Regions from separate parts of the Mus musculus genome. Here region 1 is linked to region 2. The links are chromatin contacts, called in public Hi-C maps. All regions are on one chromosome and are shown on one strand. Each heading gives the region's core, a stretch centred on a gene start, on an enhancer-like site or on the middle of the called end of the contact. The rest is flanking DNA. Distances are from core to core; before and after follow the strand shown. Region 1 has its middle 36 kb from the start of Gm34641. Region 2 overlaps En1 (engrailed 1).

The links. Hi-C and Micro-C count contacts between places; a contact is called where the count stands out from the background.
Region 1: a Hi-C map of cerebellum shows a contact between it and region 2, with 2.3 times the contacts expected there. The contact joins two enhancer-like sites. A contact is called at or near these places in 3 of 39 promoter capture datasets (the 3T3-L1 cell line and liver), 1 of 15 datasets of contacts at CTCF or cohesin (the NIH/3T3 cell line), 1 of 484 Hi-C or Micro-C datasets (cerebellum), 5 of 115 datasets of contacts at active chromatin or transcription factors (the NIH/3T3 cell line, differentiating embryonic stem cells, embryonic hindbrain and 2 more) and 1 of 9 other capture datasets (pancreatic islet).

What each region holds. Positions count from the first base shown.
Region 1 is chr1:120,919,840-120,923,034 of GRCm38.p6, forward strand. No RefSeq gene overlaps it. Among named protein-coding and RNA genes, the nearest start is that of Gm34641, 36 kb to the right of the region's middle. Within about 2 kb of position 1,917, at least 1 of the 459 cell types and tissues checked has an H3K27ac peak or open chromatin away from gene starts, as enhancers often do. A contact at or near this core is called in cerebellum, where this site is marked.
Region 2 is chr1:120,605,870-120,608,844 of GRCm38.p6, forward strand. En1 (engrailed 1) reads left to right here. Exons shown (of 2, transcript NM_010133.2): 2 at 1,004-2,122. The coding sequence ends at 1,320. It overlaps Gm34352 (a long non-coding RNA gene), which reads right to left. Exons shown (of 5, transcript XR_387333.2): 5 at 2,542-2,975. Among named protein-coding and RNA genes, the nearest start is that of En1, 4.9 kb to the left of the region's middle. Within about 2 kb of position 1,337, at least 14 of the 459 cell types and tissues checked have an H3K27ac peak or open chromatin away from gene starts, as enhancers often do. A contact at or near this core is called in cerebellum, where this site is marked.

The DNA of each region.
Region 1 (3,195 bases), core at 667-3,166, 310 kb after region 2:
TTCTGAAAGCATCATCTTTTTAATACTTACTTCTTAATGCTATCATTAAGATAGCATTACTCCATAACTCCAATATGAGTCCTTCAGAGGATGCACATTTACACTATACTACCTCACCTTTGACTGGTGGAGGCAGATATAATATTGCCATGCAGCACAAGGTCTGGGAAACACACACTGAGAAGCAAGCAAAGTCAGGATGTCATAGCCAGGACAGGTTGAGGACTCAGGTGTGAGAGACTCAGCAAAAGAGCCATAGACTGGTGCTCTGAAGAACACAATACTCCACAGTAAAAGTGAGGCTCAAACACCATGGTTGCAGCCAATATACTGTTGGGATGTAGAATAGAACACATTTTTTTTAAAACATACAACACACACACATACATACACACATACAGAGAGACAGAAACAGAGAGACACAGAGACACACACAGAGAGAAACCAGCCCATAGCTAACCAGTGATCCATTTAGTTTGCTGGTCTGGTCCATTCTGCTTCCTTCAGGATGATGTATAGAATTCCTCTAAGACATACCTTTTGTCTTGGCATCTCCTTGTAACATCAGATATGTAGAACCACGCCCCCCCACCGTCTGCTGGGTCCATGTTCACACAACAACAGGGAAGGTTCAGACACATCTAACCTCAGCCAGCGTTAACTAGTGACTCCTTGACTTTCTAACATGCCTTCAATATTTAGGAAAAAGCAATTTTTTTCTTTTCTTTGTTGCTTTTTTTTTCTGAATTATACAGACTTGAGAAACAACTCGTCGTGCCAGGGAGATAGCTCAGTCTATAAAGCGCTTGCCATACAACCACTAAACTCTGGTGAAAACCAGAGGTCAGAATTCCAGCACCCACATAAAACGTGGACTGTGGAGCATGCTTATAACCATGGGTTTTTCCACCCAAACCCCAGCTCCCAAATAATGACTTGTAGGCTATTATTTATTAATAATAGGCCTTAACTAGGCTTGTTACCCAACTAGCTCATAACTCAACCTGTTTAAACTATTCTGTCTGCCACATGGCCAGTTTTATACATCTGGCTTTCTCTAATTCCAGGTCACAAATCTCTCTTCCCATGCCTGTTTATCTCCCAGAGTTTCACTCTCCCTGCTGGATATCCCACCTTCTATTCCACCCTTTCCTAAAGGGCCAGAGTGTTTTTATTGGCAGGAAATGCTTCCACATAGTACAAAAGAGATTATCCCTACAGGTTCTCAGTACTGGGGAGGTGGAGCTTGCAGACCTGTTAGGTTAGCAGAATTGGTGAGCTCCGGCATCAGTATAAGACTCTGTCTAAAAGAAGATCTCGGGGGAGGTGGGGAAGGGGTAACATAATCGATATCTATTGTCTAAAAGAACATTGAAATAAAAAAGTTAAAGAAAATAAGGTGAAGAGGAATTGAAGAAGATACCTGACATCAACCTTTGGCTTATACACACACTCACACACACACACACACACACACAAACACACACCTAACCTCTAAAGCTTCTAGAATATGATTTATTAACCTTGGGGTCACAGGAACTTTCTGTGAAGCTTTGTAAAGCATCCTGCCACATCTATCTGTCTATCTATCTATCTATCTATCTATCTATCTATCTATCTATCTATCTACCTACCTACCTACCTACCTATCTATCTATCTATCTATCTATCTATCTATCTATCTATCTATCTATCTATCCATCTATTTGTCATTTCTTGACTAAGCTGGCCCTTCCAACTTTAAGGAGAGCAGCCAAGTGTCAAATCTGGCTTTCTCCAAGTCTTGCTTACAGAAGGCCAGTGACGGGCAATGCTGACCTTGAGCCAAATGCAGAAGGCAGCTGCAGATGGTGCTGCAGAGAGATAGTGTGTGGATGGTGCCTCCTGCTAATCATAGACACCCAGGCCCAGCCAAGCCACCGGACTCCTGGCTGGGAGTCAAGGCCCAGCCTTCCCCCATGTGGGACTGTGTCCAGGTACCTTAGGATACTGTCTGGCAACCTGTTCCCTCAGCGTGAGGTGCCTCTCTCCTGGCCTTGGAGCCAGTCATCACCTGAGGGAAGAATGCCTGTCAGAATTAAGGTCTAAGTGTCTGCCTCTTTACAGCCTTCGGAATAATTCATTTTCTGCTTTTAGGACTGCTTTCTGACATGTTGTAGGGGTATGATTTGTCTGTTACCAGAGTCTCTGAAACTCAGTTTCACAGTTTCCCACTGGAGACACATGTGTTTGTGGTTTAACTTGTCCAACATTCATGAACCCCTTCTGAATACAGCACCCAAGTTCTTTTTTCTATTTTTAGCTGACCCATGGTGATCTGAGAAGAACCCTAACTCCAGGTAAGGAAAGATCAAAGAGTGATGTAGAGGATGCTTGTGCATTGTTGGTTAAGTGTATTCTCAAGCCTGGGAATAAATATCTTCATCTTAATGAAATTCATGAAACAAATACATTTTCTAATTTTTTATGCTATTTGTTATATAGGAGTTTAATTTATTTTTATTCAACCCACATCCAAAAGTCTTTCTGAATTCATTTGTTAATTCAGACAGTTTCTTGGCAAATGCTCTTGCATTTTCTATACACCAAAGTATAGCCACTTCAAACACGGGCCAGCTTTATGTTTTCTTCTTTTGTAATTTGTTTATTATTATTTTTTTTATTTCTTGTCTTGAAAACAATTGTAAATAAATCAATAAATGCTGGATATTATTAAGTACCTGTTTACCACTATTTGGAGAGTGATGTTCTTTACTCCTTAATTTTATTAATGTGATGAACTAAATTAATGTTTATTTTTATTTATTCATATGTGGACATACATGGCACATGTGTCCAGCTACCTGATGAGGCCAGAAGAGGGTTTTGGATACCCCCTAAAGCTATAGTTATAGGTGTCTATGAGTTGCTACATAGGAACTGGGAACCAAAGTCAAGTGCTCTGGCTAAGAAGTAAGTGGTGTTAGGCACTGAGCAATCTTTCCAGTTCCAATTTATATTAAGTTTTGAAAACTTTTTCTGAGAAGTTACAATTTCATATGCTCTTAGTTTTACTTATAAAGTGTTTAAAATTCTGCCATTAATGTTCTTGAAAGGTAGTGACCTGTAATGTTTGGCCAGGCTTTACTATTAAAGTTATAGTGACTGCATAAAATGTGTTTAGAAGTTGTATTAGATATATGTCTGATTGCTGGA
Region 2 (2,975 bases), core at 87-2,586:
GACAGCAAGGGAAGGGTTATCACCAGCCATGGGCTTCCCAATTTGTTTGTGTTACTTCAAGACTTTTGCACCCTGAAATTATGCAGGCAGGTTTAGAAAAGAGATAAGAGAACCTCCTCCCCCGCCCCACACCATGGAGAGGAGTCCTAAGGGTCCTTCTTTTTTTTCTTTCTGACATCAACCAAGAAGCTAAATAGAATGTCCCAGGCTTAAACTCATAGACCAGGGGCAGCAGTCCTAATAGGAATGGGCAGGCAGTGTCCTGCTTCGCTACTGAAAGAGCTTCCCTCAGGTCGAACAGAAAGAAAAGAAGGCAGAAAGGGATTCCTGATTCTCTGGAGTTGGGTGATTTCAGCTTCCCTGTTCTCTCTGAGGTCAATGTTGAAAATCAGGTAGGCTTCTCTCTCTCTCTCTCTCTCTCTCTCTCTCTCTCTCTCTCTCTCTCTCTCTGTGTGTGTGTGTGTGTGTGTGTGTGTAGCTTCCCAAGAATAAAGTGAGAACCAAAGTAGATCAGAGATCAGCCATTCTTCCCAGGGCCTGACCTTACTGATGTATTTATTCCAGGGCTAAGAAGACATTCTGGTTCAGTGATACCCTAAGTCTAGGTTATACCTTGGGACTCCAAGAACTCACTGTATCTTTAATTGCTCCCCCAGCCCTATTTTGTTGTTGTTGTTGGCCTTCTGGGCTGGACAGTACTGGGAGCTAGGTCTGTTCTCCATCTTTCTTGAATCGGGTGGCCCCTGCAGTCCCTGCCAGTGTGCTTGTTTGGTTTCCGAGTCCCTCCTGCAGAGGGGGGCCTAGAGATCTCAATGGTGTAGAGAGGGGCTCTTTGATGGAGATAGCGGACCCAGCAGCTGGCCTCTACAATCGCCCCGGAAACTCGGGATCCCCGCCCGCGGTGTACTCCACACAATTTTCTCAAGGCTTACTCTGCCCTCTCCCCCTCCCTCTGTTCCTGACCCCCTTCCTCCCCTCCCTGGCCCTGTCCTCCCCGCTGCAGGTCCACGCACCAGGAAGCTAAAGAAGAAAAAGAACGAGAAGGAAGACAAGCGGCCGCGGACGGCGTTCACGGCCGAGCAGCTGCAGAGACTCAAGGCGGAGTTCCAGGCAAACCGCTATATCACGGAGCAGCGGCGACAGACCCTCGCCCAGGAGCTCAGCCTGAATGAGTCCCAGATCAAGATCTGGTTCCAAAACAAGCGTGCCAAGATCAAGAAAGCCACCGGCATCAAGAACGGCCTGGCGCTGCACCTCATGGCCCAGGGACTGTACAACCACTCTACCACCACGGTTCAGGACAAAGACGAGAGCGAGTAGCTGTGGCCAGCTCCGGGGCCCGCGGTCCAACGGCGCCCGTGCCACCTCCAGGCTCCTCGGGGCTGCCGCTTCACCAGCCCCACGCAGAGACGATCGCTATGGAGGGAGGCATCAATCAGGGCGACAGAGAAAGCGAGCAAGAGAAAGCAATCCTCCGAGTGGACATTCACATAGGAACAAAACGGTTTTTGAAACGGGAGTAAGACTCGGACAGGTGCTATGGGGGAAAAATAAACATCTATTCTCTAACTCACTGTATAAGATGAAACTGCGAATTCCTTAAAGCTCTATCTAGCCAAACTGCTTTCGACCGTGTATATATTTAATTTCAGGTAAGGAAAACAAATATGTGTAGCGATCTCTATTTGCTGGACATTTTTATTAATCTCATTTATTATTGTTATAATTATTATAATTATTATAATTATTTTTCCCCTCCTCCCTACCTTGCTGCACCCCCCCCCCCCAGCCCAGTTTCGTTTTCGTTGCTCTTTTCCTTTGAATGTTTTTGCTTCTCTGGGTACCTCCTGCACCCCCAACGCTGGCCCTGGTTTCTCTGGGACTTTTCTTTGTGTGAGTGTGAGTGTGTTTCCTTGTGTGTCTGCCCCTCGCCTCTTCTCTACCCACCCAGGATTCTTCTATTGGTCTTGTCTATCCCTCCCGTAAATCCCCTTCCTTTTCTGGAGACTCCTTGAGAAATACAACCCCACAGACTGCGAGACTGAACCGCCGCTACAAGCCAAAGATTTTATTATGTTCAGAAACCTGTAGTCTGAAATAAAATGTTCACTGTGTTCATGAGTTGCTGACTGCCCTCTTCTTTGTGGGATGAGAAAGAGCCCATCCAGGTACTGTGTGGCGACCACCCTGGCTGTACAGGGTGGGAGCAAAACCCTGGGAAGCTCAGCTATGACTGTAATCATCACTGCTCAACAAATGTTAGTGTGAAAGGGAGTGTATGGCACAGGCTGTCCAGGTTTGCTTTGGTCTGGAGGATATGCCGAGTCCCTGAATGTATTCTAGGCGACCCCAATGTCAGAAAGTCCAGTCCTTCACTGCCCTTCCCCCAAAGGCTCCAGCTGGCTGCTTAAGCTTGTTCAGGCTCAGCCAACTGAGTCCTCTTGTTCAACCTGCTTCCATGAACAAAACTATACCTCTAGGTCTTTTTTTTTTTTTTTTTTTTTTTTTTTTTTTTTTTTTTTTGTGAAAGTCTAAGACTAGAGGCCTTACCAGGGCCTGCAATGGTGGCAGACTGTTTGCAAAGCTGCCCAGCTTTGGCCCAGAGTCTCTTCACCTCTTCCTTTGGGCATGGGATTCCCCTCCGCAGGTAGCTAGTCTGATTTGATGCTCGCAGGGCTTCACTGTGTAATAGTCTCCTCATACTACAAAGAGGAGGCCCGTCTGTGTGAAAAGCTGTATCTAGTGATCCTGTTCAGGGGGTCTGGAAGCCCCCAAACAGCCAGAGGCCTACCTCTCCCTGACCTGAAGCTTCAGTATAGAGGTTCCTTTTCCAAATCCAGCAAAGCTTAGCCAAATTCCTCATTTCAAGGAGAGGAGATTGTACACAGAAGATCCTAGGACAGGCCAGACACTTGGCCAACCCAGAGAACCCTCTGGGGAGTTGTCAGTGAGTGGGACAGACTCTCCAGGACTGA